Regions from separate parts of the Mus musculus genome. Here region 2 is linked to region 1. A link is a contact called in public targeted proximity ligation data. All regions are on one chromosome and are shown on one strand. The core of a region is the stretch at or near the end of the contact, and the rest is flanking DNA. Distances in the headings are between cores, read along the strand shown. Region 1 holds the start of Ms4a7 (membrane-spanning 4-domains, subfamily A, member 7). Region 2 holds the start of Slc15a3 (solute carrier family 15, member 3).

What was found.
Region 2: a targeted proximity ligation map of bone marrow-derived dendritic cells shows a contact between it and region 1, with 2.5 times the contacts expected there. A contact is called at or near these places in 2 of 130 datasets of targeted methods (bone marrow-derived dendritic cells and microglia).

The regions. Positions count from the first base shown.
Region 1 is chr19:11,333,499-11,338,310 of GRCm38.p6, reverse strand. It overlaps Ms4a7 (membrane-spanning 4-domains, subfamily A, member 7), which reads left to right and starts at 2,165. Exons shown (of 7, transcript NM_027836.6): 1 at 2,165-2,304.
Region 2 is chr19:10,839,985-10,845,391 of GRCm38.p6, reverse strand. Slc15a3 (solute carrier family 15, member 3) reads right to left here and starts at 2,848. Exons shown (of 8, transcript NM_023044.2): 1 at 1,814-2,848. The coding sequence starts at 2,371.

The DNA.
Region 1 (4,812 bases), core at 916-3,415:
TGATCTCCATCCAAAATGTACCTCAGCAACATTTATTTTATACTTCAATCTCACTACACCCTGTTCAACTTCCTGAAGCTAAGAAATAAACTTTGGACAATACACTTGTTTCAAATAGTTCGTTTGTGCTCTCCAGAGGACTAGCTTTTAGTCTGCAGTTGGCATGAAGTCTGAAACATTTTTTCCTATATTTTATTTTTCTTTGAGAATTTAAGACACTGTGTTTTGATAGTACTCACCTTCATCCCACTCTTCCAAGACCTCTCCCATCTCCCTTCCTCCAAAACTTTGTGTCCTTTGTATCCTTGTATTCCTTTTTTCTCAACAAATCCAATTTGTGCTGCCCAAATATTCGTTACTGTGTGCCCTTCTACTGGAGTGTGGGTGACTTGTCAAGGACACTTTCAAAGTAAACTGAGGTACAATAACATTTTAAGGATTTTATTGAAGTCATGACTTGAGAAGTTCCAAATGAGAAACGATAAAGGTGACAGTGAAGGAGCACCAAGGGGCTGGCTAGGCTTTCACAAGACAGTCAGTGAAGTCAAGCAGAGGAAACACTTGGTTCTACTTATACAGTTGCCTTATGTATTATTAGAAAGTCCCTATTCTCTAAGTGTAAGTTGGTTAGATACTTAAGGTATATTGGGCTCACTCCTCCCCAACCCGATTCTCAGAAGATATATATCAAAATCAGCAGTGGATGTCTCAAACTGCATGGCTCTGTACCACATATCCTATACATACAGAGAACAATTATAATATGCTGTGGTTAACTTGAATTCTCTGTCTGTCTGTCTCACTTATGGTACAATTTCACCACACTTCACAGAACGGAAACTTAAAACTAACAAATCTTTGTGTTTACAACTATCTATGAACATTTTATACTGTGGTGAACTGTGGATAATGAAACCACAGAAAGCAAGACTACAAATAAAGGGTTCGTGCTATCGCGTAGAATTAAAACTAAACAAAACAAACAAGTCAAAGTAATTAATTTATGCTCAGGTTTGAAACAAAGTCATTCTTACAGCACACATAAAGCCTGACCATTCGTGTTTGTCTGCTCAGAACTTCTTGGAGCCATGCTGATTTATATCAATAACAGTTTTAGCTTCAAGTACACTAGTTGTATATGAGCATCTAGCATGGCATTGGAATCTCCATCTTTCTCTTCCTCTCTATAGTATTCCTCTTCTACTTCCTTTTGTCATCTTATAGGCCATCCTCTTTTAGACTTATGCAACAGGTATGGACTGGATTTCTGCTTGTTCTTGTTTTTAACTTATTTTGGAGCTATTTTGAGACATACTTCATTTTAATTAAAAATATTTTTATTGAAAATAGAAATTTGCTTTTCTACAGTATATTCTGACCACTGTTTCTTCTCCTCCTCCCAGATCTTCACCTCCCCACCCTTCCAACTCCATGTCTTTCTCTCTTTAGAAACCAAACAGGCCAGTAAATAAACAAACCAGAATAGAACAAAGCAAACAGAGAAATAGAGTAAATAAAAGAGAAAAATCACAAGAAACACATACACATGCAGAGAGACACACAAACAAAGCCAGAAAACAAAAAAATCAGATGCCATAAGGATAATCAAAATACAAGTTAAGGTTTAAAAAAAAAACAGTGGCCAAGCAAAACATTATGAGATAAACATCTCCAAAAATACCATGGAGTTCGTTTTGTGATGGCCGTCTACTCCCTTGAGTGTGGTTTGTATATTCAGTGATACTCCATTGGAAGAAACAAGTATTAACCTTGGGAGCTGCTACTGAGGTTTACGCTTTTAAAAGTGGTTTCCAACCAGCTGGAAATTATCTCCATATCAATAAGCTCTCTCAAGTCCAAATGTTCTCAAATCCAATAACTCTGATTTTCATGAACTCCTTACTCCCTTCCTCATTAATTCTGTAAGTCAGACGGTGAATTCTAATATCTCTCATTCAGAAGGGGACAGACTTAATGCAATATAGAAATGCAAGGAATCGTTCCCTACTTGACCAAATTTGTTTCGTGAGATGATTTTATTTTGTGTTATTTTTCCAAACCTCAAACTTCAGAAAGGGGAAGCAGAGCAGCTCTTCGTTTTCCTACTACTTGTAATTACTGCAAACTCACACCCTGTGTAATCACGAGTACTTCCGGGGAAAGCACACAAAATGACTGAGTGTCAAAGGCAGACAGTGCAACTTCTGGAGGAAACAGCTGGTAAGAGGTTGAGTCTGAGTTCTCCCAGGAGCAGAGTGAGCAGGCCCAGGAGCTGCAGCACACAGGACAGGGCTGTGAGGACAGGTAGGAACTTTGGGTTGGAATCGTACCACTGGGAGATGTTGTGCTCTAAATAGACAGTCTGGGAAATGGATTTTCATCCTGTTTTTTCTGTTGACCACTTGCAATAGTTGGTGAGGCCCATTTGAAGCCTCAGTTTACTTACTTGTCAAAAAGGAAAGCACCTTTGAGATCAGTTGAGATTTGAAGTGATGACCTTATATAGTTAGTTCCCTTAATTTCCCTACTCTTGCCACTTAGTCTTATAAAACATGTTCTCAAAGAAGACTGACATTTGAGAAAATGTTTAACTTGGAAACTATGGTTCTAATCTAACATTGCAACACAGAAAAGCACTGTGTGCAGAGGTGTTTGCCTGAATAGAAGAGATTTTGGAACTCTTTTCGAAAGCTAAGGGCCATTCCCACTTCATGTGAACATAATGAATGGTGAAGAACAAAGCATAGTTGGATTGGGAGGTGATGGTGTCAGTTGCCAGACATACTATAAAATGTAAGAAACATCATTATGTAGAGTTCCTTCCAAAATAGCCATATTTTAAGAATAGCTTAAATTCAGGAAATACATCTCTATATGCTATCATAAATAGATAATTGAACATATAAAATAAGCATAAGTTCTATGTGTTTTAAAATGCACAGGTGTTTCTTACAGCATTGTTCATAGTGATAACAAAAATAGAAGGAACCAAAATGACCATGATTATACATTCAGTCTAATGAAATGCATTCATTTGAATTTATCATTTGGATTTTTAATTCTAGTTTAAAATCCAATTACATAACTGTAGCGTTCTAACTACTGGAAGTGTGTGATTCAGTGGCATTCGATTCATTCATGCTTGGCACCCCCATGACAATCCACTAAACAACTGCTCTTCACCCACCCCTCCCCCACCATTTTACTTTTCTACAAAACTGAGTAGTAGGGGTACCTCATAAGTAGAACCACGCAGCATCTGACTTCCTTGACTTCATTTAAGATTTTGTTTTTGAGGTTTAACAATGTTTGCAGCATGTCAGAATATAACGTTTGCCTTTTATACTTAAGGCTATTGTAATTAGTCAAAGATTGATAAGAATTCTAAATGGTTGGAATGACCATTTGTACAGTGTTATAATTTGTGTAAAATCTTACATAAAGAGGAGAGAGAACTGAAGAGAGGAGAAAAGGAACACAAAGAAGAATGAAACTGGTGACTTCGTATTATTTGTTGGGGAGTCAGGAACATTTTGATTCATGCAAACTATATTTCTTTTTAGCTGACATTGTTGTTATATGTTCTTTTTAACAAATGGTCAATTTTAAAATAACAGGAAATAAATGCACATGATGTTAACAGGCTAGAGAGCATCAAATTGGCATCCAGCTCCTAACAGGGAGCTTAGAAAAAAGCATGCAATATAGTTCTTAGATATGAGACCTGGCAAATCCAAGAAAGAAATGAGAACCTGAAGGGGATTGTGTTGATATACTTAGCAACAAAGATCAATTCGAAATCCAGGTTTCTCCATATTGGGGCAGTTCTGGAAAGAGACACCTTTACCACACTTCCCCGGGATCATAGCCACTCCTAGGGGCAGACTTTGAACTCATGAATGATAGCTAATGCTTCAGATACAACCAACATTTGGCTTCCAATGCAGTGCCATCCCCATCTGCCCCACTGGTAACAAGAATCCGGGGTTCATTTGGTAATGTTGATCTGGTGAGGGACTGTTTGTTTCTTGAGTGGAGCTGTTAATATTATTAGGAAGAAAGAAAAGGCAAATGAGAATTAATGTCACATAGAAGGAAATATTGCAAGATCTGCAGCCCAGAAGACATAGCTCAAGTACCTGCAAGTTCTACGAACATAGACTAACAATAATTATATTTGCTACAGTGTGTTAAACATGAGATGCAGCAGATAAGTGCTTTTTAAAACATTCTTTTAATGAAATGAACTTATTAGTCCTGGATTGCTAAGATATGAAATAGACTTAATAACATCTAGGAGATAAGACTCTTTGAAGGATTAAGAGCTTTGATATTCTAGTTCCTGAAATGCAGTGTGACTTAAGTGTTTATATTGATAGTTACTAAGCTAGTAGAAGCAAAGGGCACATTCTGGATTAGACATGTTCTTTTTATAAACTGGAAAGCACTTACTAATCTAATGCAGAGAAAATGAAGAGTGGAGGACTGGATAGCATAAAGGTAGCTTCAGTGTGATGTCCTGGGAGATGTGATTAAAATACTGTATGATAGGGGAGGCAGAGGTACAAGAGGTAGAGAGAGGGGGCTGAAAGTAAAGGCTTTGGGGGACAGGCAGTGAGGTGAATACGCTCTGCTGCAGGTAATCTGTTTGGATTACTAATCTCCTAACTGTGGAGTTCCTGGAAATGTTTGCAATTTTCCCCAATAGAATGTTTCTTGCCCATCATGGATAGAGTGCAGTCTATTCTATGCTTCCCCTGAAAGCCACATCCAGTTTTGTTTGTAAAACAGCAAGCCAGACCATGGTCATCC
Region 2 (5,407 bases), core at 1,599-4,098, 490 kb after region 1:
TACTAGCCCCTGTTTTTGTTTGTTTGTTTGTTTTGGTTTTATTTGTTTATTTATCTATTTATTTATTTGGTTTCTTCGAGACACAGTTTCTCTGTGCAGCCCTGGCTGTCCTGGAATTCACTTTGTAGACCAGGCTGGCTTTGAACTCAGAAATCCGCCTGCCTCTGCCTCTCAAGTGCTGGGATTAAAGGTGTGCACCACCACCGCCCAACTCTACTAGCCCCTGTTAATAGTCAGCCATCCCTATCTACGCCAGGGTTTCAGGACAGTTGGGAGTGGGTAAATAGGTGGGATATCAATCAAAGAGTACAAGTTAATAGAAGAAGGAACATTCCTTTCAGTGAGTGTTGGGAATCTCCTGGTCTCAGGATGTTCACCAACACCTATAACTCAAACTCCCAGGGACCTGGCACCTTCTGTAGCCTCTCCTATGCATCTGCTCACATGTGTGCACATGGACTCACTTGCAAAGACACAAACACACATAAGCAATACAATAAGTGCTATTAAAAATCATGGGAAGTCCTTAGTAAAGGACTCTGGTCACAGTAGGGGCGCTGGATTGTGGATGCCAGCCAGAAGACACCTCATTTAAAACTGTGAGTGCTTTTGAGGAGGGCAGAGTAAATGAGAGAGAAGTACAGAGCGCCCAGTAGCCTGAACACACTGCCACCGTCACCTGTCCCCCCTTCTATGGACACCTCATCTTTCCCATGGCTGTCTATTTGTGTTTCTGCATTCCACCTGTGATTATTCACACCGTGTGTGGTTGTTTTAATAATATCCCTTCCTAGTGTTTATTATCAACAATCCCACTTGTGCACAGCTACCCAAACGGAGCCATGCTGGCAAGACTTTGTCAGTCATTTACCCACTGCCTCTGCTGTTTCTGGGTGAGAAAAGGCTGGCTGGCTCCTGCACCTGCACCCAAGTCCCAGTGACACACTCAGACAGGGCTCAAGCCAGGACCTGAGACTCAGCTGCTTCACCGTCCCTCGGGACCTGCTCTCTGTCATCTGAGATAAGTTGAGGGGCTACAACACTACTCACCTGGGGGATAGTTAAGAGGACCACATTAAAACATGGAAAGGGGGCTGGTGAGATGGCTCAGTGGGTAAGAGCACCCGACTGCTCTTCCGAAGGTCCAGAGTTCAAATCCCAGCAACCACATGGTGGCTCACAACCATCTGTAACAAGATCTGATGTCCTCTTCTGGAGTGTCTGAAGACAGCTGCAGTGTACTTACATATAATAAATAAATAAATAAATCTTTAAAAAAAAAAAAAACATGGAAAGGAACTAGGCATGGTGGCTCGCATTTGAAATCCTAGCACCTAGGAGTCTGAGTCAGGGGCATAGCCACAAATGCAAGGCCAACCTGGGCTCCTTAATGAATTCTAGACTGATCTGGGTTACAGAGGTGTAGGTTAAAACAAGAAAGACAGACACACACACACACACATCACTGGGGCAGACATGGTAGCTAGCACCATGGGAGGTTCAGGAGTCCATAGCTCTCCACAGGCACAAATCAAGTTGGAGGCCAGCCTAGAAAATTGGGACTCTGTCTTAAAGAATAAAAGGCAATAGGCATGGGGCATGGGGCATGGCTCAGAGGGCCATGGGAGCTGTGGCTAGTCCTCCTGAGTCCTCCTGACTCTTTCTAGAGCAAGCAGCCCATCTGTTTTCATATAAGGAAACTGATGTTGAGAGGGGAAGTAGTTTGCCTGAAGTCCCTCTGGAGGCTAGAACCTCCATCTCAGGATTTCCAGTCCCCCTTGGCCTCCGTGGCACAATGCCTCTGACCACTCACCTGGTCAGCCCCGAACGAGGTGAGGGTGCTCCTGACGGAGCTGGCAGCCAGGGCCAGGAGCAGCAACACCAAGTAGAGGGTGGTCGCGCAGTAGGGGCTGGACCAGGAGCCTTGGCAGCTTGAGGATGGGCAGGCAGGTTCCAGTGGCAACTCGGGCATCTCTCCACAGAAGGATCTGCGGCCATCATTGGTGATGGTGGTGAGCAACAAGCCAGAGGCAGCCAGATAGAGCAGCAGGCTGAGCGAGATAGTGAGGAAGCGTCCCAGGTACACGTCTGCCAGCCAGCCCCCCACTGGAGCCAGCAGGTAGGAGGCGCCTAGGAAGAGGAGTGTGGCCCGTGATGCCTGTTGGCCGTCCCAATTGAAGTTCAAGCTGTTGAGGTAGAGCACGAGGTTGGAGGTGACACCAAAGAAGGCAGCGCGTTCCAGCATCTGCACTAGCAGCACCGCAGCAGCAGCTGTCCGTCTCCACCGTCGTGGTCCCCGCGGGCCTCGGGCCACCAGCGGTTGTCGCTCTCCGGACCTGCTTGGTTGCTCTTCCGCGCGAGGGGCAGACATCCTGGCCTTCCTGTCTCCGTGACCCAGACTCTCTCCTCTGTCCTCCCCTCCTCTCCCCTAACCCTGATCGCCCTCTTTTCTCACCCCGTGTCGTTCTCTCTCTCTTTTTCCCTCAGGTCCCTCTCCTTGCTACCTAGTTTCTATCTCCACTTGAACTCTCCACTCACTCCTTCCCCTCCCAGTTCTTCTTGTTCATCTCCCCTGTGCTTCTATCAAATCGTCTCCTTTCCTTCCTCTGCTCTGGCCTAGTCTACCCCCCCCCCCCCAACCCTACCCCATCATCCTGCTTGCTCCACTACCTTATCCTCCCGGCCCCCCTTTCCTCTAGTGTCCCCGGTTAACTGCCTTTTCTAATTGTCCCCTTCTCTTATGATACCTGGGCCTCAATGTCTCCCCTGGCCCGGCCACCTCCTCTACACACTCCTTTTTGCTTGACTGCTTCTCTTCCTTCCTTAGTCCCCTCTGGCTCTTCCTCTCAGCTTAGCCTCTGTCCCTTTTTCTGCTTCTTAAGAAACCCTGGGCTTCCCCTTTTTACTGGCCCTGTGGCTGCCTACGTCACCCGGTATTTAGGAGAAATGAAAGTCTGTGGGTCACAGGGTCCCTTCTCATCCAGCTTTCTAAAAATCTCCCTTCTCCTGGACTGTTGCCTGCCCTCTTAGCCCGTCTGCAGGCTTTCCGGGGGCCAGGAAGGGAGCCTTCCTTTCAGTTTCACTCCAACCCATTTCCCTTTCCACCCTAAAGCATCCTTCTCCGCTCGAGTTTGATCGTCTCCGTAGCTGGGGACTTTGGATGAGGCAGGCAGACACTGAGAGGCATCTTCTGCCCAGGGAGCCACGTGTGGAGGAGTTTCAGGCTCCTTCAGCACTAACATGGGGTGGTGACGCTGAGACCAGTCCATTGGATCTGTGAAGGCCACATGGAGCATTTGGTAGGCCCAGGTGTCCCTTCACAGATGCAGAGACAAAGCCCAGTAGGGGTGGGGAAAGGAGGTGAGAAGTGACTGGATCCTGGTATCTGAGCCTCAGGGCCCACAACAGCCTATGTCAAAAGAAGTGCTGACATGAACGTTGCATTGCAAAAGCAGTAGAGGGGAAGGAAGTGGCGCCATATGGGAGCCACAAGATTGACAGGGGCACTGACCTCAGACTAAATCACAGCCACCCCTTACTCAGATCCCCTGGTGCCCTACAGGAAAATAAAGAAGAGTCAGCCACTTCTTGACCTAAATGTTTAAAGGGCGCTGACCTCATCGCAACCCACTTAGTGTGGTCTGCTGATCTTTCTGCTCGCCTCCCAGGCTGGCTCAGTGACTTGCTCTGCTGTCTCTTGTCCAGACAGGCTCTTCCTCAAGCCCTTCGTGAGGCTACTTTCTCTTTATTTAGGTGGAAAGATCTCTCTCCCAGGGGCCTTCCCAGATGCTCTGAGGTTAGCAACTGCCCAGTTGGATTTTCACCATCACACGCAGCAGGTCACACTATCTCAGCTCAACCTTGGTGGCTTAGTTACTGTTTTATGCTCTACCCCATGGTGGGAAAGGGCTCACTATTGAGGCAGGCACATTTGAGAACATTCCTAGTACTTCCCAGTGCTTAGCAATGGCAGCCATTCATTAAATATTGGTTGAATAAATGACAGAGAATGAGAGTGGTTTAAGCAGCAGCAAGAACAACATCAGAAAGCTAAAAACTAAAATAAACACCTTTGCTAAAAAGCCAGAGTCACCATCAAACACATGGGTTTTAAACGTGTATGTGTAATTTTTATTATTTTATTTGCATATATATTTATTTTTTATTTTTATTTTATGTGTATTAGTGTTTTGCCTGCATGTATGTCTGTGTGAGGGTTGCAGATCCCCTGGAACTGGAGTTACAGATAGCTGTGAACTGTCATATGGCTGCTGGGAATTGAACTGAATTCTTTGGAAGATCAGTCAGTGCTCTTAACTCTCAACTCTCCGTTTGCTTGTTTTTTTTAAAAAAATATTTGTTTGTTTGTTTGTTTGTTTAATGTATGTGAGTACACTGTAGCTGTACAGATGGTTGTGAGCCACCATGTGGTTACTGGGAGTTGAACTCAGGACCTTTGCTAGCTCCTGTCCACTCACTCCAGCGAGGCTCACTCTGGCCCTGTTTGTTTGGTTTTTGAGGCAAGGTCTTAATGTAGGCCAGGTTGGCTTGTAACTCACACGATGTAGCCAAGGATGATCTTGCACGTCTGATCTTTCCATTTCCACCTCTAGAGTACTAGGACTATAGGTGTGTGTCACCATGCCCAATATATGTGGTGCTGGTCATTAAACTCTGGACCTTGGGCATGCTAGGCCTCCACTCTACAAATTGAGCTACACGCCAAGCCTGTTTTTTATTCATTCTTTTATTTTTAAAGATGCATTTATTTCTGTTTTATGTGTGTGAATGTTTTACACGTAAGTATGTATGTATATATATGTATACCACATGAGTGCCTGGTCCTCTCTGGGGTCTGAAGAGGGCATCAGATCCACTGGAATTAGAGTAAGAGACAGTTGTGAGCTATCATGTGGCTGCTGGAAACCAAACCAAACCTTTTCTCTAGCAAAGCAGCCAGGACTTTAAATTTCAGAACCATCTCTCCAGCCCTTTCATCCCAGTTTTTAACATTTTATATCAGGGAAGAAGAAGCCCAGCTGTGACAGAGAAAAAGAATCCACGGGGGCATATGGTTCACTGTAGAGAGGGATAATATAATCTGACTAAGATAGACAGAGAGGCAAGGCCAGGAATGGAGGCACATACTTCTAACCCCAGAATTCAGGAGGCAGAGACAGAGGCAGGTAGATCTCTATGCGCTCAGAACCAACTTGGCTACATAGCAAGAGTAAAGAAAAAAGAAAGAAAGAAACAAAGAAAGAAAGAAACAAAGAAAGAAAGAAACAAAGAAAGAGAGAAACAAAGAAAGAAAGAAACAAAGAAAGAAAGAAACAAAGAAAGAAACAAAAAGGCAGAGACAGGGACAGAAGAGGCCGTTCCCAACAACTCACCTCTTCTCTTGGAG